Regions from separate parts of the Danio rerio genome. Here region 2 is linked to region 1. The links are chromatin contacts, called in public Micro-C maps. All regions are on one chromosome and are shown on one strand. Each heading gives the region's core, a stretch centred on a gene start, on an enhancer-like site or on the middle of the called end of the contact. The rest is flanking DNA. Distances are from core to core; before and after follow the strand shown.

Region 1 (6,822 bases), core at 3,330-5,829:
ATTTTAGATATTTCGTATTTGATTTAAATGTACTATATTGTTTCGTGTGTGTGTGTGTCTGTGTGTGTGTGTGTGTGTGTGTGTGTGTGTGTGTAAAATGACCAAATAAATGTAAATTAAATGACACATTTTTATGTTTTCTCTATGTTTTAATGTATGTTTTAGATCTGATCATATTTTAATATTTATATGTTTCTCAGGCGATGAAGCGCATCAGTAAAGCGTGTGCGCGGTATCCCGAGTGGAAGCAGAAGCACAGTCCGGGCTTTAAGCCGTGGTTGTTCCCGGAGCAGAACCCGCTGTCCAGCATCCCCATGTCTGAACTCTCCATCCAGCACGCAGAGTCACTGGAGAACATCGACGAGAGCGCGCTGAGCGAGAGCAGAGACGAGCGCGCTGAACACAGTGACGAGGACAACGCTAACAACTGACACACACACACACACACACACACACACACACACACACACATACAAACAAATAGACAAACTCATAACCCCCCCACCCAACCACACAAGCACACACACACACAAACACACATACATATAGACAAACACATAAACCCACACACACTTATAACAATGCCAACTGACACACTGAACATGCACACACACACTCTCTCTCTTTTTCTCTCTCACTCACACACACAGACACTTACACAGACTCAAACACACACATACACTCACACCTGCATGTGGTTTGACTCCACACACACACACACACACTCGGGGCGCTGCTGCATGGCTGGAGTTCAGAGAATGATGATGATGATGAATGTAGAGATGAAGAATTAAACCAATTACTGCCTGTGTTTTTGGAGCTCCGCCTCCTGTCTTCTGTTCATTACAGCACACACAGAAACTACAGCTTTACACCAATCTGAACAATTAGATTCAGTGTGTGTGTGTAGATTTAGTAGATTCAGTGTACCGTAGCTCATCATCTGTTGTGGTGGTTCTACAGCCACTATGGTAACGAATCAACTACAGTAATTGACCTGTTGTGGCGGTTTTACTGTCGCTATGGTAACGCAACAACTACGGTAATTAATCTGTTGTGGTGGTTCTACAATCGACATGGTAACGCAACAACTACGTTAATTGGTGTGTTGCGGCAGTTCTACAGTAGCTATGGTAATGTAACAACTACGATAAATTATCTGTTGTGGCGGTTTTACAGTCACTATGGTAACGTAACAGCTACGGTAAATGAACTGTTCTGGCAGTTTTATAGTCACTATGGTAACGCATCAACTGGTAAACGGTCTGTTGTGGCGGTTCTACAGTCCCTATGGTAACGCATCAACTACGGTAATTGGTCTGTTGTGGCGATTGTACAGTCGCTATGGTAATGCATCAACTACGGTAAATGATCTGTTGTGAAAGTTCTACAGTCACTATGGTAATGCATCAACTACGGTAATTGGTCTTGTGGCGATTGCACAGTTGCTATGGTAACGCATTAACTACGGTAAACAATCTGTTGTGGTGGTTCTACAGACACTATGGTAACGCAACAACTACGGTAAACGATCTGTTGTGGTTCTACAGACACTATGGTAACGCAACAACTACGGTAAATGATCTGTTGTGGCGGTTTCACAGTCGCTATGGTAACGTAACAACTACGGTAAATGATCTGTTGTGGCGGTTTCACAGTCGCTATGGTAACGTAACAACTACGGTAAATGATCTGTTGTGGCGGTTTCACAGTCGCTATGGTAACGTTACAACTACGGTAAATGATCTGTTGTGGCGGTTTCACAGTCGTTATGGTAACGTAACAACTACGGTAAATGATCTGTTGTGGCGGTTTCACAGTCGCTATGGTAACGTAACAACTACGGTAAATGATCTGTTGTGGCTGTTCTACAGTCGCTATGGTAACGCATCAACTATGGTAAACGGTCTGTTGTGGCGGTTCTACAGTCACTATGGTAACGCAACAACTACGGTAAATGGTCTGTTGTGGCAGTTCTACACTCACTATGGTAACGCAACAACTACAGTAATTGGTCTGTTGTGGCCGTTCTACAGTCGCTATGGTAACACAACTCTAGTAATATAAAAAATGAGCCAGCACTGTAATTTTCTACAGCTATAGGGTATATTATACTACAATACACCACAGTTCATTGTAGTAAAAACTAAATATTGTATACTGAATATTGATAAGGGGGCGTGGTTTAATTTGATGCTCCTCCTCTCATCTTTCACTAATGTTAAACGGCCAAGCATTTTTTGTCCAATCAGACAAACTGACGTCATCAGAGAAGGACTGCCATTCCAGAGCAGAGGCAGAGGAGCAGAGTTTGATGAAAGATTAGCAGAACTTCTTCGTGGATTAACTTGTACAGGTTAATTGCTCACTTTAAAGACTAACAGTGTGTGCTAGCACAATGAACATGGTGACGTTTAGATTTTAAGGACAGCTGAAAAGAAAAGGTGAAATATTGAACAAAAGATGTGTTTTTGTGTCATGAACTGAAAGAGTTTCACGTAAAAAAGAAAATTTAATTTTTGGCAGACAACACTGGATGGTCAATGGTCAGAGAACACACACACACACACACACACACACACACAATATGCTGTATGCTCTTTTTTTGCCAGAGGATCTTTATAGGCTACATATAAACAGAAATTAAATTAATTCAATAAAACATTTTCAACTGCATATTTACAACCAAAATCATTAAAAGACGGATCAGGGGCAGCACGGTGGTGCAGTGGGTAGCACAATCATCTCACAGCAAGAAGGTTGCTGGTTCGAGCCTCGGCTGGGTCAACTAAATTGGCCCTAGTGTATGAGTGTGAGTGTGTGTGGGTGCTTTCCAGTGTTGGGTTGTGGCTGGAAGGGCATCCGCTGTGTAAAACAGATGCTGGATAAGTTGGTGGTTCATTCCGCTGTGGCGACCCCTGATTAATAAAAGGACTAAGCCGAAAAGAAAATGAATGAATGTAGGATCAGTTTGAGGAAAATATGTATTATTTATCCTCTGAAATCTTTATTCTTAAAGCCACGATCCTTAAAAATGCTAGATTTACACATTAGACAACAAGATGTTCAGCATTTCAGAATACCTCTCCCACACACATACACACACATGAATATATGTAGCCTGTGTGTACACACACACACACACACACACACACACACATAGAGAGAGCCTATATATGTACATACAAACACCAAACATGTACACACACAGATATAAATATATATAGCCTATACACTGTCATACGCACACACATACATACACACAAACACAGAGATGCATATTCGATTCAATTAATTGAATATGCATATAAACACACAGGCATGTACACGGACTCTATCTCTTTCTCACACACACACACTTGGTCGCCCACTGGAGCTCTGGTGTCAGACTGTGACTCACACTCTTCCTCCTCCTCCAGTGTCTACAGATTAAGAGCGCGTGCACACACACACACACACACACACACACACACACACACACACACACATTAGTCTATTATTAGTTATTGTTTGTAATATGTAAAAATACCAAATATTCAGAAATAATAATTATGCAATATCAGACAACTTAATAATGTGCAATGCAGATGTGTGTGTTTAAATGTGAATTTTGATCTGTGCAAAAAGTTTATTTGTTTCAGTACATTTTATTATTTTTATGAATATTATTATACTTGCTTTTTTCTCATAAAGGTTCACCTCCCTTGCGGCTCTCTATAAATCCGGTTAAAATGCATAACATATACATATAAACTGTCCTGTAATCATAACAAAAACAACAATATACTATAATTATAATGCTAATAACATGATTAAATATTTATAACACAGTGATATATTATTAATCTGCTGTTGTTGATCTGTTGGCGGATATTTGGTGAGTCTAGACGCCCTCTGTAGGTCAAACACAGATAACACACTTCTAATAACTTCATATACTTACATGATCATCATCATCATCATCATCAATAGATTTTATTTAATATTATTATTATAGTGTATTTTAATTAATACTGTTATCAAATAATGAACACAATAAAAATGTAAACGGATTTGAAAAGAAAGACAAAAAGGAAACAATTGTTCACTTGCAAAAAAATCCAAATTTTAACGTCATATAATGTGTGTGTGTGTGTGTGTGTGTGTGTGTGTGTGTGTGTGTGTGTGTGTGTGTGTGTGTAGAAATCTGACTTATTATTATTAATAATTATTAATTTATTATTAATATTGAATAATTATTACAGAAATGTATACATATTTGAAAGAAAAAATTGTTGTTAACTTACAAATATATTTAACATATTTTACGCTATAGACTACATAGCTAAGCTAAATGTACAAATCTGAATTATTATTAGCAATAATTATGAATGCAAATATTTATCTACTTATTTATTTGTTATTAGGCTTATTATTATGCGGCGACTCCTTATAAATCTTGGACTAAGCTAAAGGAAAATTAGATTATTATTATTATTATTATTATTATTATTATTATTATTATTATTATTCATCCTCTCCTGAGCGTCTGCAGTAGTTGCGCTGTTGAACTACATTTCCCATGATGCCCTGCGCGCGCGCCGCGGATGTTTTCGTTTTAGAGGACGCACGCTTGTACGGATCTCCGGTGCTCCTGCTGTCAGTGAACGTATCCCTGGGTGTCACGGATCACGGACGCGCTGAATTAAACTCTCCCTCAGGTATCATTTGATTACGGAATCCGCTGTTTCCCGGTGTGTGTCGGTTTGTCGCGATGTTCCTGTCGTCGGTACCGGCGCGTGTCTTCATCCGGCGGTCGCGCAGTCTGTCTCCATGCCGCGCTCTGCACACCAGTCACGGAGAAGCCGCCCGGTTTAGAAACCTGGAACCGAACCGGAGCCCGGTGCTGAAAAGAAGCGGTGTGATCGAGGAGACGCACGCGCAGTACCATCAGCTGGCCAGCAGGTGGCGCGCGAATCTAGAGAGTCGCCGGAGCAGCTGGGCGTCTCTGACCGCTGCGGGGCGCTCTAGAGGCGGACACCAGAGCTCAGGAAAGACCGCGGCTTCTGCAACTGGCGCAGGCCTCATCTCGGCTGCCGCGCTCACCTTCTGCTTTAAGAAGGACAACGATGATAAAGGTGGCTAATTAACTGTTTTTAATTAAATACAGGCTTTATTCATGTGATCTGCTCAGTGTGTTCATGTGTTTTCTTCTGTTTTCAGCTGAAGCTTTTCTGGAAGCGGCCAGATCCAACGACACTGAAGAGATCCGCAGGTCAGAACCAGAATATCACACCTGTGTTCTCTGAGCTGCACATCTTTATATTTTAATCTGTTTATCACATTTAATCTGTCTTTTGTTTATGCCATGCACTAGAAAGTTAATTCATGTTTATATATATATATATATATATATATATATATATATATATATATATATATATATATATATATATATATATATATATATATTTTATAAACTAAAAAATACATACAGGCTATATATATATATATATATATATATATTTTTTTTTTTTTTAATTACATTTATATTTGAATTTATTTATTTATTTATTTTATTATGTCTTTTGTTTATCTCTTACAGTAGATTAGTAATTTATGTATTTAATTAGGTTGTATACATTTTTTATTAACTAACAATATATATTTATATTTTATATCATTTATATTTTAATCTATTTATTTATTTGAGTCTGTCTTTTGTATATGCAGTGCGATCGATCAGTTATTTAGCTTTTATTTATTGTCATTCATTTTAATATGTTTAACATTTATTTTTATTCATTTATTTTAGTGTATTCTGTGGTGTAAAGTAACAAATTACAAACACTCAGACTACTGCAAGTGAGTAGTTTTTCTCAGAAGTTGTAATTTACTAAGTAGTTTCGATAATGTGCACTTTTACTTCCCATTGAGTGCATTTTTAGTGCAGTATTTGTACTGTTACTCCACCACTGTCCTTCATCCGGCAGTCACTACTGTATTCTGTCTTGTCTATGGGGATTAGAGAAATCAGTCCTGTGATTCCTGTCCAATAGAAGGTAAATCACATCATAATGAACTACCTCAAGACATGAGCGATTTATAATTGCAGCAAACTGTTTATAAGCGTTAAAAGTGTCCAAGAAGATGTGCAAAATCTTTTCACACATTGACCCAGAGACTGTTCAGATGCAGGTCGCTAATGTGGAGATGACGGATGTTTACTGGAGGATGACCCAAATGGCCTTAAACACCCAGCAGACACAAGAGATCATCATGACGTCAGATTGATGTTGTACCCCAATGTTGTGGGGACGTTGCATTTTGTTTCGAAAATGAAAATCAGGTTGATGTCAGAACCGTCAGTGTCCAACCTAAAATCAACCAAATATCAACGTCTAATGACGTTACAGCTTAATGTTGTGTGAAAATTACCACTATGATCAGACGTTGGATTTTGGTTGCTGTACCTGATGAATAAATGTCAGTATCTGACGTCAGTATGACGCTGGTTTAAGATGTTGGCTAGACTTTCCAACACAACCTAAAATCAACCAAATGTCAACGTCATTTGGCGTCATTATTGGACATTAAAATATCGTTGTCCTTAGGCGCTGGCTAGACATTGAATTTTGGTCACCTGACATCATGACCTTAATCTAAGCTTATGACATTGTGTGCCTGCTGGGCAATGACTAAATGCACTGCAGAATAGGCATGTGCAGTTTCTGCAGGTATGATAACCTTGGGTAAAATATCACAATATTGTGATCACTGCTCTAAAATAAGTTCTTTTTAAAGGTCTGGGTAAAACAAACAAACAAAAAACGTTTTCCCCAT
Region 2 (6,292 bases), core at 2,029-4,528, 150 kb after region 1:
GAGAATGTGGACTCTGTTAGTGTTTAAAGTGTGTTGTGTCCTCCTGATGTGACTGTAGGAGCGTCTGAGTGTGTGTGAGCAGCTGTGAGATCTGCTAATGCTGTTTGATTCTGTGTGTTCTGGAAAACGAGGAAACTCAGACACACACTCAGAGTTATTCACAGCTGCAGGAGATTCAGCAACTGCTTTAAATAGTTCATCTGTCATGCCAGCGCGTGCACACACACACACACACACACACACAGACATGCAGACACACATGCAGAGACACACAGGATACACATGTACATACACACACACACACAGAAACATGCAGACACACACAGAATCACGTGCACACACACCATGACACATATGTACTTACACACACATAAACACACACATACATTCACAGAAACACGGACCCAAACACACACATGCCCAGACACATGAAGGAAAACACGCACTCAGTCAGACACAAACACAAGCAGAACCTCACACAGTCACACACACTAACAGAGCCAGACAGAAACACACTAATAAATGACACAGATACAGAGACATCTGTAGACACACACACACACACACACACATACACATACACTCACTCACACATCTGAAAACACACCACACTAACACCACAACACTCATACACCCATACACACTCGCCCTCACACCACACAGGAGCATGTACCAGCTTGAGGTCTCCATCATGTATGCGTTTGTGTGTGTGTGTGTGTGTGTGTGTGTGTGTGTGTGTGTGTGTGTGTGTGTGTGTGTGTGTGTGTGTGGATGATCTGCTCTGTGGCTTAGAAATGTGAGCGTGTTCTGACCTGTTCATCACTGTACAAACACACACACTTCCAAACCTCTGCAGATGTGAAACACCAACACTGCTGTTCACACACACACACACACACACACACACGCCGCTGTTTGTTTCGTGCTCGTGCTCGTGCTCGTGTCGTCGTGTCCGTGGTGAAACTGTATTTGGTGTGTGTAAAGTACACCCATCGTAAGTTCATCAGTCGTATACAAGCAGACAGAGAAAATGTCGTATCTGTGTCTGTTCTAACCGCAGATTTTACAATAGTTCCCTCTTAACATTACGAGTACGCTCCGTTTCCCTTGAACATTTTATAATTACAGATGCCTGATTTTTATTTACACACAAAATTTGTACGATATCAAGTGCACTGTGCCTGTTAAATAAACAAGCTAATAAGATGAAAATATATATGTTCTCTGAAACAACTAGTTACAAAAAACACTTTCAACAAACATTTCTGAAGACCATTTTGAGGGATGTAAACAAAAACAATGGTCAAACTTATCCACACAATGAATGCCCTTCCAGCTGCAACCCATCACTGGGAAACACCCATACACTATGGCCAGTGTAGTTGATCAGTTCCCCTATAGCGCATGTGTTTGGGCTGTGGGGGAAACCGGAGCACCCGGAGGAAACCCACACCAACACGGGGAGAACATGCAAACTCCACACAGAAACGCCAACTGACCCAGCCGAGACTCAAACCAGAGTCTTGACACCATAATGAAATACAATTTAATGGGTAATTTAATAAATAGCATAAAAACAAATAAATTCTGATTAACTTCTGTCTGCAGTTGTATCTTTTCTAGCAACAACCATAGAAAACTAAAGGGTTGGGTCAAGGGTTGTTTATAATACTGAAGTTGTTGTTACCATAGCAACCGTAAAATCATCACAACATATCAATTGTCGTTTTACCATAGCAACTGTAGAATCACCACAACAGATCAGTTACTAAAGTTGTTGTGTTACCATAGCAACTGTATAATCACTACAACAGACCAATTACTGTAGTGGTTTTATTACCATAGCGACTGTAGAATCACCACAACTGATCAATCACTGTAGTTTTCGTGTTACCATAGCAACTGTAGAATCACCACAACAGCTCAGTTACTATAGTTCTTGTGTTACCATAGCATCTGTAGAATCACCACAACCTATCAGTTACTATAGTTGTTGTTACCATAGCAACTGTAGAATCACTACAACAGATCAATTACTATAGTTGTTGTGTTACCATAGCAACTGTATAATCACTACAACAGACCAATTACTGTAGTGGTTTTGTTACCATAGCAACTGTAGAATCACCACAACTGATCAATCACTATAGTTTTCGTGTTACCATAGCAACTGTAGAATCACCACAACAGCTCAGTTACTATAGTTCTTGTGTTACCATAGCAACTATAGAATCACCACAACCGATCAATTACTGTACTTGTTGTGTTACCATAGCAACTGTAAAAATCACCACAACAGATTAATTACTGTAGTTGTATCGTTACCATAGCAACTGTAGAATCACTACAAGATTATTTCCACCATTTGACTATAGCACGGATCTGAAACACTGATGTTTACTGTAAATGAAGACTGCATTTTTCATGTGGTCTGATGTGAGCAGCGGTTATTGATTGCAATGATTCACTATGACATCAGAGAAAGTTTCTCTTCTTCCCTAAAAACTTTTTAAAAAACGCAGCATTTCAGAATAAAGCCTGCATTTTACATGCATATTATTCCTCAAAGTGTGTGTGTGTGTGTGTGTGTGTGTGTGCATTTCCACAGCACTGTTGAGCATGCGGTTATTTTTATGCCTGATGAGGTGGAGGTCAGGCTGGTCACGTGACCTGCTGCTCCCGCGTGCCAACAACTCGAGTGTTTAGATTTTAAACTCCAGCGTTCAACAGGACATTTACAGTACACAAAACGCCTAATGACCATGGAAAGTGCTGAGGCGTGCGCAAAGCCCCGAGCACACCACAACAAAGAGTGATCAAACAACTTTTAGCAGGTCAAAACTGTACAAAGCAATGAAATAAAAGTTTGTGAATATGTGTGCTGCGCGTGCGCTTTTTTAACCGCAGACGCACCGCCACTGATAAAACGCGTCGCTCTCGAGAGCAACAAATACAAGTAAAGTTGAGAAAAGCGCAGTATAAGCAGTGAAAGTGGAGTAAAGCGTTGTCTTACAGCACGCATAGGGCGTACGCGCCGCTGACGCTCTCGCTGTCCCGCACCAGGAAACTCCCGTCCCGCCCGGCTCGAGCCAGCAGCTCCTCGGCCGCCGCGCGACTCAGATCCCGGTGCATCCAGAGTGGCGGCGGCGGCGGAGACGCGGGACCCACAGCGGCCATCGCGGAGACTCACACCGGAGAAGACGCGCAGCGGCCCCGCTCAACACGCGCGACGCTCACCGCTGATCCTGCTTTCCTGTTAGTTCCTGAAAATCCTCCATGAGAGAGAAAACACACACTCAACAGCTCACATCCGACAGCAGGGGCGACAGAGAGACAACACACACACACACACACACACACATATCCAAGAGGGCGAGGACAGTTCTACACACACTATTCTCATTTCTTTATAGTTAAACAGCTTTGAAATAATCTACATTAAAAATAGAGACGTTAACACACGTAAACACACACATTCATATATCTGTCAGATCTGATTGTCTTTCACTGTATATATATATATATATATATATATATATATATATATATATATATATATATATATATATATATATATATATATATATGTGTGTGTGTGTGTGTGTATATGTATATATGTGTGTGTGTGTGTGTGTATGTATATATGTGTGTGTGTGTGTGTGTGTGTGTGTATATACATACATATATACATGTATACGTGTTTTTGTGAGTATACAGTATTTAAAATAAATATAATTTTACATTCTATTATAATTATATTCATTCATTTTCTTTTCAGCTTGATCCCTTTATTAATCAGGGGTCACCACAGCAGAATGAACCACCAACTATTCCAGCATATATTTTACGCAGCGGATACCCTTCCAGCTTCAACCAATCACTGGGAAACATTCACACACACTACGAAAAATTTCAAGTGGTGCTCGCTGCAGAGCCATTTGAGGAGAGGTGAGCTCCAGAGAGGGGGAGCTTAAGCTTGAGCTCCACCTTTTTTGCACTTCTTCTACGAGTGATGTCACTGGGGGTAGGGTTAGGGGTGGGGTTGGTGTACGCATTAAAACAGCTTACAGGAGGAGGAGCGACAGCTCATGCTCCCCCTCTCTGGAGCTCACCTCTCCTCAGATGGCTCTGCAGCGAGCACCCTCTCAAAAATTTAGCCTACCCATTTCACCTGTACCGCATGTCTTGTCCTGTAGGGGAACCGGAGCACCTGGAGGAAACCCACGCCAACATGGGGAGAACATGCAAACTCCACAAAGAAATGCCCAATGACCCAGTCGGGGCTCGAACCAGTGACCTTCTTGCTGTGATGCGATGTTGGTATCAGTTGGGGTCAGTTGGTGTTTCTGTTTGGAGTTTGCATGTTCTCCCTGCCTTCGCGTGGGTTTCCTCCAGGTGCTCCGGTTTCCCCCACAGTCCAAACACATGCGCTATAGGGGAACTGATCAACTACACTGACCATAGTGTATGAGTGTGAATGGGTGTTTATGGGTGTTTCCCAGTACTGGATTGCAGCAGGAAGGGCATCCGCTGAGTAAAACAAGTGTTGCAATAATTAGTGGTTCATTCTGCTGTGGCGACCCCTGATTAATAAGGAACTGAGGAAAATGAATGAATGAAGATATTTATTCACGATATTAATTCAACTGAAAATAGACAGACTTTCTTCTGCAGATTAAATAGCTATATTTTACTTATAAAATATGTTTGGTGTTAACATAAACATATAAAAATAATTAATTCATCTTTAATCTTTAACTCGCAGAGTAAAAAAAAAACAACAACTAGCCACAACTGGTTAAAAACGTAGCCCAGTGTCGCAGGAAAACTGCAGACCTGGCAACCCTGGCGACCAGTGTTTTAATCGTTAAACAAAAAAACTTAATCACAACCATCGTGGTTTTTTCCCATTTAAAAGTTGAATCTCTTCCCCAAAAGCCCCTTTTAGAGTTCCTAAAGTAAGATAAAAGACATATATATATAATGTATTTATTTATTTATTGTACGATAACTCTGTTATTTTGAGAATGTTCGCTTTTTGTTCTCGTTGAGAATTTTGAATTAAACGCTAGCCTATATGTCAGAGATGTCCACATGTTCAGTGTATTTGAGTGTTTTTCGGTCATTCTCGTCATTTAGCAGCTCTTCTCCTGAACTCGTGTACGCGCAGATGCTGTCCAGATCACATGCGGGATTCAAAGGGTGAATCTGCAGAGTGACAGCGCCACCTGGCGGATCTTTTATTCACAGCAAGCAAACTAGTAAAATGCTTTAATTTATAATTTATTTGTGACTTTATTTTTATTTTCTTGTTTACTGAATGTTTGTTTGTATATTTGTTTGTTTAATGGTTGCCGAAATATTTATTGCCTGTTTTTGGGGGTATTTGGTTTTATTTTCTGTGTGTTTCTTAGTTTGTTTTAATTTTAATAAATTTCTGTTTCTGTTTATTTATTTGTTTACTGCATTTTGGTTTATCCTACATCTGTGTATTTAGATAGAGTTTGTCCATATTTGACACACGCACACACACCCACACACCCACACACACACACACACACACACACACACACATAATAAATGCACATCACACACACACACACACACACACACACACACCCACACACGCACACACACACACAGAGACACCCACAGAATTCACATAAGTACATATGTACACAAACACACACACATATACACACACACACACACACACATAATATATATATACACACAAAAATACAAAGGGCAGATACATACACTCACACACGCACACAGGCAGGCACACTGATACAAGCAGATACACACACAAACACACACACGCACAAACACATAAAAATACACAAGTATATAGACACACACACACAGATGCATGTCAACACAGACAGATATACACACACTCACAAACACACAAGTATATAAACACACATACAAAATACACAAACGTACATACACACACAGAAATACACACATCAACACAAAGAGACACACAAACAATAATACACATAAGAATATAAAGACACACACACACACACACAATGCACAAACAGAAGAACGTAACCAGCGGGTGTAAAAACCATGATTGTAATTTAATGAATAAATTAACCCATCGTTGGGTTTGTCCATGCCTGACCCAGCACCAGATTAAAACACCAGCATATGTGTGTGTATATATTTCCACAGTGTGTCGCGAGTGTTCGGGATGTTCAGCGCAGCAGCATCACCAGCAGCGCCATCAGATGCAGACCCGTTGCCATGGCGACCGTCTCCGTACCGCCCTTCAGGTAATACT

The links. A called contact is a pair of places that touch in the nucleus more often than the background predicts.
Region 2: a Micro-C map of caudal fin shows a contact between it and region 1, with 13 times the contacts expected there. The contact joins the promoter of inppl1a here to the promoter of clpb in region 1. A contact is called at or near these places in 4 of 18 Hi-C or Micro-C datasets (caudal fin, embryo, hematopoietic stem cells and 1 more) and 3 of 4 datasets of contacts at active chromatin or transcription factors (caudal fin, embryo and gastrula embryo).

Annotation. Positions count from the first base shown.
Region 1 is chr15:51,177,566-51,184,387 of GRCz12tu, forward strand. clpb (ClpB family mitochondrial disaggregase) reads left to right here and starts at 4,580. Exons shown (of 16, transcript XM_009292000.5): 1 at 4,580-5,117; 2 at 5,203-5,254. The coding sequence starts at 4,754. stard10 (StAR related lipid transfer domain containing 10) reads left to right here. Exons shown (of 6, transcript NM_205646.2): 6 at 201-819. The coding sequence ends at 431.
Region 2 is chr15:51,332,139-51,338,430 of GRCz12tu, forward strand. inppl1a (inositol polyphosphate phosphatase-like 1a) reads right to left here and starts at 3,279. Exons shown (of 28, transcript NM_001039804.2): 1 at 3,014-3,279. The coding sequence starts at 3,177. folr (folate receptor) reads right to left here. Exons shown (of 5, transcript NM_001098772.1): 5 at 6,072-6,292. The coding sequence ends at 6,207.